Linked DNA regions of Columba livia: region 2 is linked to region 1. A link is a contact called in public Hi-C data. All regions are on one chromosome and are shown on one strand. Each heading gives the region's core, a stretch centred on a gene start, on an enhancer-like site or on the middle of the called end of the contact. The rest is flanking DNA. Distances are from core to core; before and after follow the strand shown. Region 1 overlaps WTIP (WT1 interacting protein). Region 2 holds the start of WTIP (WT1 interacting protein).

Evidence for each region. A called contact is a pair of places that touch in the nucleus more often than the background predicts.
Region 2: a Hi-C map of liver shows a contact between it and region 1, with 1.8 times the contacts expected there. The contact joins the promoter of WTIP here to the enhancer-like site in region 1. A contact is called at or near these places in 2 of 2 Hi-C or Micro-C datasets (crop and liver).

What each region holds. Positions count from the first base shown.
Region 1 is chr13:16,571,398-16,573,990 of bColLiv1.pat.W.v2, reverse strand. The region is part of intron 2 of WTIP (WT1 interacting protein); the gene reads left to right. Among named protein-coding and RNA genes, the nearest start is that of WTIP, 52 kb to the left of the region's middle. Within about 2 kb of position 1,285, at least 2 of the 3 cell types and tissues checked have an H3K27ac peak away from gene starts, as active enhancers do.
Region 2 is chr13:16,623,094-16,625,686 of bColLiv1.pat.W.v2, reverse strand. It overlaps WTIP (WT1 interacting protein), which reads left to right and starts at 1,305. Exons shown (of 8, transcript XM_013371162.3): 1 at 1,305-2,593. The coding sequence starts at 2,271.

The DNA.
Region 1 (2,593 bases), core at 36-2,535:
GGCAAAATCCTGGGGAAGATAATGAAGTTTTTCATTCTGACATCATGGCGTGTTAAGGTAAAATGCCGAGGAGAATCGAGAGTTTACCCTGAGCTGCAAGCATGTCATAATTATAAACTGCCTTGTTTTCATCTGTTTTTTACCACACGTTAGTGAGTGCATATCAAAGATTGACTTTCTTCTGTCAAAGATAGTACCTTGGGGCAGGTCTAGAGCTTGTATAAATTGTGATGAATTCAGCGGCGTTGTCACGATTCACACCAGCTGCAAATTGGTGTGTGGTACCGGCACGTCCGTGTGGCAGGAGCTGGCACCTGCTGGAGAGGTGGCCCAGGACACAGAGCAGTGCGGGGCCTGGACAACAGCCCAGGAGTGGAAATGATAATTGTGTTATACGAGAGTGTGCTTTTGTGAGACTCCAAGGAAGAGCTGGGCAACAGGAACCGGGAGGAAAAACAGTTAACGGCTGTCTGCCTCACCGGGACAGATCAGCCAGAGATAGAGAATGGGAATGAATACTGACTTTGTAGCCATAGTTAATTTGCACCGAAAAGCTCTTTTTCGATGTACAAATATGAATTATTATAGGAACTTAAACTATAGAGGAATTTGCAATTTAGATTTTTAAAATAATTTGGTTTAAATTATAATTTAAATTATATTTTTTTTTAAAATTGTGCTTTCCCTGCATCGATAGTTTTAAAAAGTAAATCTCCTGACCTCTTAAGTTTTCGTTCATATCTTGCTATGTCTGCCTACCTGATGATAATATTTGATTAGAATTTGTTCACAGACTCTGAATACTCTTTCCTGAAAGAATCTATGTAAAGGGAGAAAACAATACACATCCTGTACTCCACCTTCATAGGCCTCTAGCATACGATGCCACCTTTTGTTTGCAAGAGTTTAAATTTCAAATAAAATCCCAGCATTCTTTTGAAAAAAAAGGAAAGGGCCTCTCCCCTGCTTAGATTGTCAAATCCCAGACTAGCCCGGAATTGAATAGGCCAAGTCAGTGACCTCAGGCAGAAAGAATGTTGGTTATTTACGTAGGGCTTCTGCTACTTTAGCAGCAAACCTTTTCTTCTGAAAGGACAATGTATACTGTTTTGTGTTTATGGCCAAGTAAAAAGCTTGTACATTTGAGATTTGCATGGTAATAGCCTCGTAACTCAATATACAGCATCCTCAAAACTAGCCGTGCAAGGCTCTGTTTTGTCTTAGCTGGTGCAGGTCTTTTAGAGGCTTTTACAAAAGTTCTCTGAAAAACCGTCCTAAAGATTCAGCTGCTTCTGCGTTTGCTTTGGTGGCTTTTATATTTTCTTTCCCCAGAGTTTGTTTTTGTGTGTGTGTGTGTGGTGGGTTTGGGGTTTTTTTTGTGCATGTGTTTTTTTGTTTCATTTCAAGTTTGGTTTGGTTTGTTTTTTCCCCAAAACCTAAAATTACACTGGGTTCCTTTATGAGCCATCACACCAATGCTCAAAATATTTTGATGCATCTCAAGTTAAGCTGTGCCTGCAGCTTGAAACCACGAAAGTGTGTGTGTGTAATCCACACACTGGAGCATTTTTCCTGAAATAATGGAAGATCTTTACAGGCATTCTGGCCTGGTGGATGAGCCTGCAATTCCAAATGGTTTTTAAAGTGTGCCTTTCTCAATAGATGGTAACCATGAGGAGCTATTGTGTGAGTAGAGCACACATTTAGGATCCAATCCTGCATTCCTTAAAGTCAATGGGAGTCTGAGCGTGAAAGGAATGCAGGATTGGGTCCTGAAACAGGGGAGCAAAATTGTGTGCCAGATTGCTTTGAAAAGAAGAATACATCACATCCACAGTAGCCACTTTTTAGTGTTTCAGATTTCAAACGGCTGGAGTCTGTGAAAAGTGGCTTCTGCCAACATGCAGTATCTTCTATTCAAAGGAATTTGGCATTGATTTTTTTTCTTTTTTTCTTTTTTTTTTTCTATCTTAAAAACCCTGAAAGCCCTAGAAATTCACTCCTCCTTTCACAAAGCCTGAGCAGTTGAGCATTGTGAGGAGGGGATGAGGCAGTGTCGGTGGGGGATGGAGGTTTCTGGGAGCCCAGGGGCTGGGGCTGCAGCACCATCCTCCTCATCCTCCTCCTCCTCAAAGCCCCTTCTGCCACCCAGACCCTGCGCTGCCCCAGCACCCACCACAGAAGCTGCAGCCCCAACGCAGGACCCCATCACGAAGAGGTTGTGCTCGCGTTGCTTGGTGGCTTTGTGTGAGCTCTCTGTAGGAGATGGAGGAGGAAAAATTCGTTAACAGTTACTCAGGGGCTAAGGCAGCCTTGGTGCTTCCTGTTCTCAAGTGGGTGGGAGTGACAGAAACCTCGTGCAAAGAAAATCTCATAAGTCAGAGGGAGGGATGGCGAACTGCAGGCCCAAACTCACATGTGAGTAACGGAGAAACAGCAACAAAGAAAAAGTATTGGAAGCTTTTGTTTCTTTTGGCACATCTTTAATTCCTGGGCAGATGAACCTCTGCTACAAGTGAAAGAAAACATCTCCTGGGTGAAATTCTGCGTCAGTTTTGAGATGACTGGGTAGAGGAGGTAGCAGAGGTGCATT
Region 2 (2,593 bases), core at 56-2,555, 52 kb before region 1:
TCAAAGTGCTTCCTTGCGTGAGCACATAGGCACAGCCCCCCAGATATGTCCTACCCACTGATAGATTACTAGAAAGCAAACTAATGTCGTAAAGTTGGTGATGCGGGGTTTTTTTTAATCAAAAACTTAAAATAGAGTAAATTACTTTTTTCTTTACATGTGCTCTGATGGATCAAGTTCCAGGTTGTCCATGAGCCACTCCTCGTTTCTCAGGAAGACAGCTTTATAAAAATTGGCAGTAAGCAGCTCAACATCCATAACAGGATAGATCATCCTAGTCCAGGCCCCAGGAACGACTGACGCAGCTCTGTGCAGGTACGCTTGCACCATACCCTACTGTTCCACAAGTACTAAGCTGCAGAAGCACATGGTGCTATGTAATGAGAGATGTGAACATAGAGTAGAGAAGAGCACTTGACCCCCAAGACTGGTTGTATTTGCATTCGTATGTTCACACTGACAGCGCACTACCTCTGTCATGCCTAGGAGATCTGATTTTCTGGTATTGCTCTGCACATTTACATGGTTTGTTGCATTTTTTTTCTTTATTTTTTTTTTGCTTGCCTCCCCTGCACACACAAACACGTTGCCAATCAATTGCCCTGCACAGCAGGGGACATTTTTAAGTACACAGTTGCTTTTAATGTTTAATTAGGTATGATAACAGGTTAAAATGTTCTTGGTGGGCAGAGTGCCTACAGATCAAACTTGCAACCTATTTCTCTCCTCACAGGGTGCTCAGCACCCAGCACTGTAAGGACACAACCTAGGCACCTATTGTTGGGGTTTTTGTAAGTATTTTTGCCATCAACACAAATGACTGACAGAGATTCGCAGTTTAGTTGTAAAAAAATCACATGCAGGCTACGGTTTTGTGTCGGAGCGCTCGGGAAGCAGCCATTTCAGAGGCGGTTTCTCTGACAGCCTTTTCGTGCGTGTACAGATGTAGACGGCAAGCAGTGCTGAGTCTGGATCAACAGATTGCTGAATCAACAGATGAAGCTCCTGCAAAGTTACACTGACAGCAGCGTGCTTTCTTAAACTCGTGTCAATTCATAGATTGCTTTAAGCCACGATACGTTTATCATATGTCTCAGTACTTCCTTTTTTTGTTGTTGTTGTTTTTTTTTTAATAACTGCAAATAATTATCAGTTGCCGTGTTGAAGCACAGGTCCTTTCAGCAGAGTCACCTGGCCGGTTCTGGGGATTTCGCACAGGTGTGAGTCACTTGCAGCGGCGGGGCTGCTCCCGACACCCCGGCCGCTGCACACAGCGCCGCGGTGCCGGTCCCATCCCCTGGTGCCGCCGCGGCGGGACGAGCCCGCGGGTCCCGCCGGAAAGTTCCAGTCGGGGCGCGGGCGGCGGAGGGGAGCGGGGCGCGCGCCGCAGCCCGGCGGGCGGGAACGCGGTTGCTCAGCGCCTGACAGGGCGCTCGGTGCGCTGGGCCCCGGCTCCCTGCCCGCGGGGCGCGGTGACAGCCCCGCCGCCTCCCGCTCCGCGGCGAGGAGCGGTACCGCCCGCCCCGGGCAGGGCTGGGTGAGCACCGGCCCAGGAGGAGAGCGGGCAGCGCAGAAGGGAGCTGCCGGCCCCGCCGCCGAGCAGCGCCGCGGCCGCCCTCTCCCTGACTGACTCGGTGAAAATCATTGTTTGGCTCCAGCATTAACTACATTCCAGCGGGACGCAGCGCCCAGTCTCCTTCCTCGCATTCCTGCCCCACACAAAAGAGTCCCTCCCTCTTTCGCCGCGCCCCGCGCTCCGCTCGCCGCACCGCGAAGCCCCTCCGGGCCGGCCGCCGCCTTCGCCCCCCGCCCGGGGGTGCGGGCCGGGCTGCGGCCCCGCCGCGGGGCGGCCGGCCGGGGGCGGCGGGGGCAGGGAGCCGCCGAGCGCAAATTCCTCCGCGCAGCGCGCCATTGACTGGACCGAGCAACTTATTTAAGGCTGGAAAGTGACACAGGGGCTCCTCGTCTCTGCTCGCCGCGCTCCGCCGGGCAGCCCGGCCACACCGAGCCGAGCGCCGCGGCGCGGGGATGCCGCTGAGGTGACTGCCGCCTCGCCTGGCCGCTGCTGAGGAGCCCTCCCGAGAAGGAGCTGTGTCCCGCCGCTGCCCCGCCAGGACCGCGGGAAGGGGCTTTCCCTTGAGGTGGTTTTTTTGTGTGTGTGTGGTTTTTTTTCTTTTTTTTTTCTTTTTTTTTTTTCCCCTATTGTGGGCTGTGCTGTCGCAGAGTTCGCCGTCCCACCCCTGGCCCGCGCTGCCGGGCTCCGGCCGAGCATGGAGAAGTACGAAGAGGACATGGCACTGAAGGCCACCAAGTTCATGGAGGATCTGTCCCTCTACGAGCCCTGCCTGGAGGGTTCGTACAGCCGGGGCGGCCGACGGGACCTGCCGCTGCACCCCGACCTGGAGGAGACTAAGCGGGTCATCGCCGCCCACATGACGGGGGAGCAGAGGGGCCGGAAGATGAACGGTACCGCCGCGCCGCTGCCCGCCGAAGCCTTCCCCGCCGCCCCCTGCGGCAAAGCCGCCCCGCTCCGCGCCGCCAACGGCCGCGCCGCCGCCGAGCCGCCTCCGGCCGCGGGGCCGCCGTGCTGCGA